Regions from separate parts of the Mus musculus genome. Here all the other regions are linked to region 1. Evidence: chromatin contacts called from public promoter capture Hi-C data. All regions are on one chromosome and are shown on one strand. Each heading gives the region's core, a stretch centred on a gene start, on an enhancer-like site or on the middle of the called end of the contact. The rest is flanking DNA. Distances are from core to core; before and after follow the strand shown. Region 1 holds the start of Nfkbid (nuclear factor of kappa light polypeptide gene enhancer in B cells inhibitor, delta). Region 2 holds the start of Selenov (selenoprotein V). Region 3 holds the start of Zfp36 (zinc finger protein 36).

What was found. Promoter capture Hi-C pulls out the DNA fragments that hold promoters and counts their contacts. Capture Hi-C pulls out chosen DNA fragments and counts their contacts.
Region 2: a contact with region 1 is called in a promoter capture Hi-C map of liver, with 4 times the contacts expected there. The contact joins the promoter of Selenov here to the promoter of Nfkbid in region 1. A contact is called at or near these places in 6 of 39 promoter capture datasets (the 3T3-L1 cell line, cranial neural crest, frontonasal cranial neural crest and 2 more), 1 of 115 datasets of contacts at active chromatin or transcription factors (large pre-B cells) and 1 of 9 other capture datasets (adipose tissue).
Region 3: a promoter capture Hi-C map of liver shows a contact between it and region 1, with 3 times the contacts expected there. The contact joins the promoter of Zfp36 here to the promoter of Nfkbid in region 1. A contact is called at or near these places in 2 of 39 promoter capture datasets (the C10 cell line and pre-B cells), 4 of 484 Hi-C or Micro-C datasets (B cells, CD4 T cells, bone marrow-derived macrophages and 1 more), 3 of 115 datasets of contacts at active chromatin or transcription factors (astrocytes, bone marrow-derived dendritic cells and regulatory T cell precursor) and 3 of 9 other capture datasets (adipose tissue, liver and macrophages).

The regions. Positions count from the first base shown.
Region 1 is chr7:30,421,557-30,424,741 of GRCm38.p6, forward strand. It overlaps Nfkbid (nuclear factor of kappa light polypeptide gene enhancer in B cells inhibitor, delta), which reads left to right and starts at 1,719. Exons shown (of 11, transcript NM_172142.4): 1 at 1,719-1,947; 2 at 2,079-2,139; 3 at 2,684-2,895. The coding sequence starts at 2,890.
Region 2 is chr7:28,289,634-28,292,818 of GRCm38.p6, forward strand. Selenov (selenoprotein V) reads right to left here and starts at 1,553. Exons shown (of 6, transcript NM_175033.4): 1 at 690-1,553. The coding sequence starts at 1,444.
Region 3 is chr7:28,377,624-28,380,808 of GRCm38.p6, forward strand. It overlaps Zfp36 (zinc finger protein 36), which reads right to left and starts at 1,605. Exons shown (of 2, transcript NM_011756.4): 1 at 1,551-1,605; 2 at 1-870. The coding sequence starts at 1,574.

The sequences.
Region 1 (3,185 bases), core at 469-2,968:
CACCTACTTCCAGGAAGACCAAGTAATGACACTCTTCAAGGTCAGCCCCTCCCATTCAGAGTCTAAGTTAGCTCTGCGGCTTCACCCGGGACTCCGGGGACTGTGGGCGGGGCTCCGCCTTGAACCGGGCGTGGCCAAAAGACGAATTTAAAAACTCGCGGGGGACCTGGCTTTAGATCGGGGACCCGGCGGCGGCTCCGCGGGGCAGGTAGCGAGGCTGGCGCAACGCCGAGGCCGCGGCCCTGGGGGCCCACAGTCTGCATCCAAGAATCCTCGAGGTAAGAGCTGGGGGTAAAGCGAGGAACGCGCCTTTCTGGATGCTTTGAAGGTTGGCTGGAGCGTAAAGCTGGGCCCTGAGAATTGATTCTGGACGTTGAAGAGGAGAGGCTGGGATCCTGGACTTCTGAGTCCTTGGGAGTGTTGGACATCCTTGGGAGTTGGGGTGCAAGGACTGAGAGGCCTGATACCGGGGGTTCTCTAAGAGGACGAAGTGACCCGGACTCCTTCACCCAAGGAGGGGCTGCATTGCATCCTTGAAATTGCGGTTATGGACGCAGGTTTGGGCCTCGAAGGTCGGGCGCTGGACCTCAGGAGTCCACTCTGGTAGAGAGCAGCCCCGCCCTGGGACTTCCCAGAGCACCACTGGTGCAGGGTGCCCGGGCCGAACAGGAATTCCCCGTGCGCGGGGATTCCACGGGCGCCGCGCTTCGCTGCGTGCCCCGCCTCCGAGCCAGACACCTGCGGCGCGCGCGTGCGGAGCGGAACTGGGAGGTGGAAGATTCCCTTGCGTTAGCGCCGTGACGTCAGCGCGCGGCGTCTCGTCTCGAGGGTTTCCGAGTCAGTCCTCGGCTGACTTTAACCCTTCTCGCGCTGGAGTCTGAGCTGGGAAGTCTGGGCTGGGGATTTGCTCTTCTTGGGTCGAGGGAACCGGATTTTCAGGTCTCAGAGGAGACTGAGGGTCTGTACTCTTGGGTTCTGGGTGAATGGATTGTGCCAATGGGATACAGGGGCATCTCCGGGATGGTTGGTCCCTGCTATTCCCAAGTTTGCCGAGGTGGGGGCGGGAGCTTTGCGACTCCAGATCCCTGGATCATTGAGGAACTACACCGCTACTGATTTGGTGGATCCTGGCAGAGAGGCTAGAGCAAGAGTGGTGATCCCAAGACTTGGAGAGGAGCAACTCACCCTTTCCTGTGCTGAGGACTCTGGGCTTACGTTCTACCATCCACCCAGCCTTGCGCCCAGCCCCACATGTCAGATTCTAGAACAGAGAAACATTTTGTTGTTGTTTTGAGACAGAGGTCTCAGGTAGTCCAGGTTGGCCTCTCACTTCGTTTATAGATGAGTCTGGCCTTAACACCTGACCCTCTGCCACCACCTCGCTGGGATTGCAGGGGTGTGCCTCTACTCCTAGTTAAAACAGAGATATTGGGAACCTGGAAATGCCTTTTCGGGAAGTTGAGATTAGCAAACCCCAGTCCTCCACTCCTAGTGTTAGGACCTGGTCGCCTAGGTTGGGATTTTTAACGGATGTGGTGGTGCTTCCGAGGAGCCCGGTGTCTCCGGAGAAGATAGATGCTTCAGAGAAGTGCTAGCCTCCCCACTTCCTCAGTTTCCACTACGGTGGTGGAAAGTTGGTGCGGAGGAAAAGCGTGGAGGAAAAGGAAGGAAATGGCGGAGGCGGGGCCCTGCACTCAACATCTTCTGTTGGCTTTGTAGTTCTCCAGCTCGCTCGAAGGAAAGGAGGGCGCCCACATGCACTCCCAGCCACCCACCGCTGCCACCGAGGCTGCATTCGGGTGACTTAAACATTCCTGATGACTTCCTTCTGTCTTCCCACACACAGTGAGTCGGCCTGAGCGTAGTCACTGCCCAACACAGACGGTAAAGAAGCTTCTGGAAGAACAGAGGCGCCGACAGCAGCAGCCAGAGGCTGCTGGGGTGCCGGTGAGTCTCTGGAAGTCGCCATGTGCGCTGGGGGAGATGGGAGTTGTAGTCCTGACTCTGAGGCTCTGCAGGTGGGGGACAGACCTGGAAGAATCTTCCAGATTCATAAATTCATTTCCTTTACATTGCAGGGACACTTCTCCCCTCCTCTGGTCCAGCCACTGACTCCATCTGTGAATGAGGCAGAGCCAGGTAAGAATAAAGTTAGCTCCTAGCCCAGCTTCTCTTAGACTCAGGCATCCCAGCTCTTAGACCTTTGGGGACCGAGGAGTCAGGCAGCTCTCATTATTCTTGAGCCATATGGGAAATTTTGATGACCAGCCTGCCATCGTTGCACATGTCTATATTCCCAGTACTCCGGAGTTGAGGGGGGGCGGATTGCCATTGGGTTTGAGGTCATGTGGTTTTTTTTTTTTACTAGCAAGTTCCAGGCCACCTAGAGCTATCTAAGACACCTTGTCTTATAACCAAAACCCCTGGAATTTGACGTTGGTTTTCAGTAGCCCAGTAGTCCATGAATAGTGTCCTTCAAGCATCCAGGGTTTAAGACTCCAGGACTTCAGATCCCAGTTGCTTGAGATCCAGTAGGCCTGGCATCGCAGCTTGCTGATGCCCCAGGACTGGAGGACCCAGCTCCTCAGTGTCTCAGGACCTCTGGAGACTCCAGGTTTACCTTCCCTGGCCATGTCTCCAGGCTGTAATAACAGGCTGGTTCTGACCACCCTCTCTGTTTCAGGCCATACTCATTTCCCTGCCTTCCAAGAGACTGTGGATTCCGGACCTGGCAACCTGGCTCCCCCTTCAGGCTTTGCAGACTGGGACCCTAGCATCCATGCTACCTATACAGAGGGCTCTTTCCCATTCTCTGCTTCTGAAGGCTTCCTGACTCCTGATTTCTACCCTCCGTCAGACCCAGGCCGGTCAGGCCCATTTCCCCTGGTGATGGAGGTAAACTATAGGGTGGGGACAGATGCTTAAGGGCCCCTAAAAACTTCTCAGTGGTGCTGAGCCTAGTGGCGCAGGCTTGTCATCCCAGCTACTCCGGAGGCAGAGGTAGAAGGATCAAGACCTACCTGGGCTACAGAATGAGTTCTAGATTGCCCTAGCCACAATAATAGGACCTTTTTTTTTTTTTTCCTAAATAAAGGGAAAAAATAAGTGGAAAACAGAAAGACTATTGGGAGTTTTGCTCTGTGGTCCAGCTCTTTCCTCACATGTGTGAGGCCATGGGGTTCAGT
Region 2 (3,185 bases), core at 303-2,802, 2.1 Mb before region 1:
GGCTGGCATGGGGTGTGCATGGCCTGGCCTGCTAGGGAAGTGCTCAGGGCCCTCAGAGTGAAGCGCAGCAAAGAATGGGAACGGATTCCCAGTCATAAGAATCAACCGTGAATGCATGGATGGATGAATGAATGAATGAATGAATGAGAATACAGTTTAGACCCATCCATCATGTAAATGTTGAATGGATGAAGGTGGATGAAGCTTCTCGCTTCTACCAATAGAATGAATGAATGTATGAATAAGAGTGAATGCATGCATGAAGTTAAGAGACAGGAATCAAGCAGCTAAACGAATGATTCTGACTGCCAGGTGGGAAACGCCCATCAATGAATGAATAAAAGCGAATGACAGCAGTCATGTTACTCATACAAACGTTTGAAGGAAGAGAGGCGTGAATAAAGCCTTAAGTCAATAAACATGCAAATGAGTGAGGAAAGATCAAAGACAGAAATCACAGGGGTTCGTGGGAGTGAATGAAAGAAGCCAGGGTGGGAAACCGATCTCAAAGGGACAGACAAGTGGTGGTCAGAACTCTGTGGATCTGCCTCCCTACCTAGCGCGCCCACCTGGGCCTGCACACACACACACACACACACACACACACACACACACACACACACACGCCCAGAGCTCCAGCATCTGCCGGCTCGGCTCCCGTTCTTTCGCGGGTAGGGGGAGCCCCTCACCAGTACATCACACGGATCAAGATTCTGTTGGGCGTTGGGACGTCCTCGCTGGTGGATGGGATCTCCTTAGTGGAACCGAAGCTGGGTGCTGGGGAAATCGTGGAGAGCTTACCCAGACCAGGGGTTTCCTTCAGCGGGGAGGCCAAGAACTCTAGTGTAGGGTTGGGGCCCGGAATGGGGCCCAATGTACTGGAGGCCATGGCAGTAGAAGCCAAGGAGTCTATGGGAGAGGCGGTGTCCGGTATGGAGCCTTGTGTCTTGGAGGACGAGGGAGTGAGCACTGGAAGGGGCCCCTGGATGGCCTCCGCTAGGCTGTGGATCGAGGGTTTCTGATTTTGAGCGAGTGTGGGATCCTTCAAGAGAGCGCTAGCAGCCCTGGAAGAAAGGGGCTGTGCCGTGGGCGAGGCCAAGCTCGGGAAGAACCTGCCTGGAGAGATCTTAGGAAAGACCCGACCTAGATTCGGGGCCCGGACTGGTGCTGGAGTCCGCACCGGTGCTGCATGCCGGACTGGAGCTGGAGTTGGGGCTGGGGTTAGGGTTGGGGCAGGGACTGGGGCTGGAGTTGGGAACCGGATTGGAACAGGGTTAGGGACTTGGGCAGGAGCCCGGACCCGGATGGAAGTTCGGACTGGAGTCGAGTTGTGCGCTGGGTTCGGGGCCCTGACTGGGGTCGCGGTTCGGATGGGAGCGGGTGTCCGGGCCGGGGTGTTTGCCCGGACTGAGGAGGGAGCGGGGACCCGCGCCTTGTTATTCATGGGGACCAGGTGAGACCCGGGTACCCCAGGCTAAGCGTCCCGCCTCGCCCTGCTTCCTTGAGCGAGGAGAGCTTTCGCACCCGAGGATTCTAAAAACCGAAGCAACCACGAGCAGGCACTGTTACACCGGGTTCCAGTCAGGCGGAGATTCCAAGCTCTGCGCCAGGGAGGCGCTGCTGTCTTCAGATCTCACCGAATAGACACCGCCCCTGTCCCTATCCCCACCCAGCAGGAGCCAACTCTGCCTAGAGCTTCCCATTGCCACCCTGACACTCATGCGTTTAGCTGGTTGAGTTCATTAAGCGCCCTCCTAGCGCTGGGGATTCCGGGGACAATGCATCTCTGCCCTCCTTGCTTCCTGCCCATGATAGGAGGTCACACCCAGTATGAGAGTGACAGCCTAAAACCGTCAGTGCAGTGGAGAATACCAGCACCCATATAATTCAGAAAGGAGGCACCTCTCTGCAGGATACGAGGTCCGGAGAAAAATAGCGACAACCCACACAAATAATCCAATTTACTCCCGGGGAGTGGTCAAAGTGAGACTCTGTCTTCTTCATGCTGTATCCCCAGCTCCTAGAACAAGACCTGGATCAACCAATCCTGTGGAACCCGAGTTAGGGAGATAAAGTGGAAGCTGGCACCAGGAAAGGGGACAAGTTTGAGAAGTGGAGTATAGGCAAAAGGCAGAGGTGACAAGGATTGGAGCCAGGGACAGTGACCATGTAAGGCCGACTAGACTTCATTCTGAGGCTCACAGAAGGATGACTTAACAGGGGTTGTGGCTCAGTTAATAGAGTTTTCATAGCATTCACAAAGCCCTGGGTCCAAGTCCCCCGTGCCACACAAACCAGTTATGTTGACTCAGGATTGTAGCTCCAGCACTCAGGAGGCAAGTGGATCAAAAGTTTAAAATCACTCTCAAGTAAAAAAAAAAAAACAAAAACAAAACAAAAAAAAAAAAACAAAACCAACCAACACCCCCCCCCCCAAAAAAAAACCCTCAGGATGCACATAACCCTGTTGATGTCTCAAGAGATGTCAGCCTCTGCCTGTGGCTTTGGGGCAGTATTTCTAAGCCAGGGAATATCCTTCTGGAAGGGGGGTGGGGCATACATAGACCAGCCAATCCACAATAACGTGGATAGTGATGACAGCCTGGGGCCACATTGTGTCAGTTCTGCCCCAGGAGGGCTATTAACTTTATCTGCCTGACCAAGACCTCATGAAGACTCTAGGCCCCAGAATGCAATGTACATTTCGTGACCATTAACGTGCTGTGTTGCCAGACGTCAGTGCAGTGGGTGCTTCCACAGGAAGAACACACAGATGTTTGGACTAGGAATTGACCTGGACCCTGGCACATCCCCTTCTCTAGTTGGCTGGGTTTTAAACGTATTTTTTGTTTTGTTTTGCTTTCTGTTATCTTTGAGAAAGACACACAGCTATATAGCTTAGGCTAGCCTTAAACTTACAATCCTCCTGCCTCAGCCTTTTTTCCCCCCCTTTCTGAGACAGGGTCCCATTATGGATCCTTGACTATCCTGAAACTCGCTCTGACAAGGCTTGTCTTGAACTCACAGACAACCACTGCTCCTGCCTCCCAAGAGCTGGGGTTAAAGGCATGTGCCATCGTGCCAGAATCTCTTGGCTAATTTTAATTATATTTTAATCTAATTACCTGTGCTACAGCATAACCACAAGCCTAAAAACTTTTAGTGAGCCTTCTATCAAAGGACCA
Region 3 (3,185 bases), core at 355-2,854, 2.0 Mb before region 1:
CCCAAACACCCCTGCCTCAAAGACAGGTGAGTCTGACCCCCCCAGGCTGCTGCCGCTGCTGGCGTAGTCATCAGGATCGGATCCCAGAGAGTGGGCAGATGGGCTCCGAGCCAGGCCACCCAAGGGCCCCCAGATGGTGCTGGGGGTAGTAGACCTTCGGCAGGAGGGGCAACAGGCCTGGTTAGGGTCTCTTCGAGTCACAGGGGTCCCAGGGGCAGCAGAGAAGGCAGAAGGGGAAAGTGGAAGATCCCCAGGGGGCGGTGGGGAGCTGGAAGGCGAAAAGGAACAAGAGGACAGGGAAGGGCCAGAAAAGCCTGGAGGTGGCGGCGAGCTTCTGCGGCCTGAGGGCAAGCCGGAGAAGCTGATGCTTTGTCGCAGCACATGGGGCTGGCCAGGGAGAGCTAGGTCCTCGGTGGGGTTGTGGATGAAGTGGCATCGAGAGCCATAGGGGCAGCGGCCCTGGAGGTAGAACTTGTGGCAGAGTTCCGTTTTGTACTTGGGGTGGCGATTGGCTTGGCGAAGTTCACCCAGGCCGTGAGCAAACTGGCACTTGGCCCCGTAGCGACAACGCCCGCTTTCTGAGTAGGTCCGACAGAGCTCGGTCTTGTATCGAGAGGAGGTGGTGGGAGTTGCAGTAGGCGAAGTAGGTGAGGGTGACAGCTCAGGGCCTGGGCGGGGAGCCAAAGGTGCAAAACCAGGGGGTGGGGGTACCCAGCCACAGCTTCGGCCCTCCACCAGGCTAGTGGAGCGGCCAGTCAGGCGAGAGGTGACCCCAGACGGGATGGAGTCCGAGTTTATGTTCCAAAGTCCTCCGAGGGATTCGGTTCCTCCGTGGTCGGATGACAGGTCATGGCTCATCGACTGGAGGCTCTGAGAGGAACAGGGTTCGGTTAGGCCACCAGAAAAGGTAAGGTGACGTCGCCCCGCCCCTGTTGTAAAGCACTTCACGAGCTTGCCAGTCCGGTTTGTGGGTTCTCGGCCTGAGCCCCACCCGGCTCACACAAACTCCAGGGAGAACCTGACTACAGAGATTTGAGTGTTTCCACATGACTGAAGGTAATCCAGAAGGATCTAGGAAGCCCAGTATCCCCGATCGAGAGAGGGTTCCCCCCCAAATCAAAGCACACTGCTGCTCGCCAACTTTGGGCCTCTAGGACTCCCCCCCCCCCCATATGACCGCCCACCGGGCGCTCGTTTCACAACTTGAAGGAGCCGGCCAAAGCTGACCCAGGAGGCCAGATCTCTCTAGAACTCTTACCCTGTCAACTCCCCCCCTACCTCAACCTTAGCACCTGCTTGGCCACCAAACCGCGCCATGGGCAGCGAAGGGCACTAGACAGGTGTGATGCCGCTTCCGCCCTACGCGAGTGACAGCAGTGTGCCAGCTTTTCGTCCCAAGGGGATCGCCGGTATCTGGACCGAGGCGCTAGGCTCGCTGGCTCCCTCTCTCATTTCCAGCCAGCCAGGGCTAGTCTGAGAAGGTACGGAGGCGTCCCGGGCCTAAGTTTGGTGCGTCGGGGATCCCGGGATGCTGTCTAACAGGTACTCACCTCGTAGATGGCAGAGAGATCCATGGTGGCGCGAATGGCCTTGGTGAAGAGACCGACTGTCGGTTCGCAGAAGTCAGGCTGTGGCCCGCAGCAGGAGCTTTCTCCTTTTATGGGGCGGCCTGGGGGCGTGGCCACTAGAGCTTCCGGGACGCGCCCCCGCGGCGTAGCTCGGCCGGCCTGGTACTAGGCCCCTTCCGCCTATCTGCTGGTTAGCATGCAAAATGTGCCTGAACTTGGCCCTCCCGCAGCTCCGGCCCCTCTCGGGGGGTAGTAGGGAGGGTTGTGTACGACCAACTGGAGGTGATGGTAGCGGGGCGTCCTAGTGTTTTTCAGAGGTGGAAGGCAGTCGGGAAGAGAACTGGGGCAGAAGTGGGGGCAGGGCTCTAGGGACAATTGACAAGGGCAGAGACTGAGGGCGTGTGCGTGTGAGACAGACGGGGGCGGGGAGAGACAAGTTGGAAGAGACAGAGATGGCCAGAAGCCGAGAGAAAAACAAAGAGACAGTGAGAGACATTCACAAGTAGGATCTGCTGGTTTAGGACTGTGATTCCGGCCCCTCAGGGAGGCTGAGGCAGGAGACTGGTAGTTCAAGGCCTGGCTCCACTATACAGTGGGTTCTAGGGCAGCTTGAGTAACTTGGTGAGACCCTTTTCTTAGGAAGTAAAAAGATGCCAGATCACTGATGGCCCAAACTTTTAATTTCAGCACTTGGAAGGCAGAAGCAGACGGATTTCTATGAGTTCGAGGCTAGCCTGGTCTACAGAGTGAGTTCCAGAACAGCCAGGACTACACACAGAAACCCTGTCTTTTTTGTTTGTTTGTTGTTTTTGTTTTTCGAGACAGGGTTTCTCTGTATAGCTCTGGCTGTCCTGGAACTCACTTTGTAGACCAGGCTGGCCTTGAACTCAGAAATCCGCCTGCCTCTGCCTCCGGAGTGCTGGGATCAAAGGCGTGTGTCACCATGCTCGGCTGAGAAACCCTGTCTTGAAAAACAAAACAAAAGACAAGACAGTGGCATATGGTTGTAATCTTGGCATTTGGAGGTGGAGGAAGGGGGATCAGGCGTTCAATGTCAGACTAAGCTATTGATTGAGTTCCAGGTCCTACTTTTAAAAAAAAAAAAAAAAAAAAAGAGAAACCACGAAGGTAAGGAGGAAGTAAAACGAAGTCTCAGCGACTTGGTATGTACTCCTTAGAGCCAACCCTATTATAGAAAGAAAAAAAGATGACATTTACAAAGTGGGGAGACAGTAAGACAGGGAGAGGGGACTGGGAAACAAATCTAGGCGAGGAAGTGGGTTACAGAAAGATAGAAAGGCGAAATAAAAACTTAAACCTGAAGGCACAGAACCTGTAAGACAGTTGGTCCAGGTAGGGACCGCTCTGAGCTGTAGCTCAGCAGTGCCCTTCCAACCCCCTAGTCTAGCATGGCTGGATAGCACATTTACCCAAGCTGCAGTTTAAATTAAGAGGTTTTGCTTCCGAAAACTCAAGGTTGGAACAGCTTACGTCTTTTATTAGGGAGGAAGCTCTGCTCTATTGAAAGAATGGGCCACCTTCAACGTTGAATGGGTTTCTAGTAATGCAAGCAGTCTTAACTCAACTCTCTGGAGATCTGTAAGGTTTTTGCTTTTC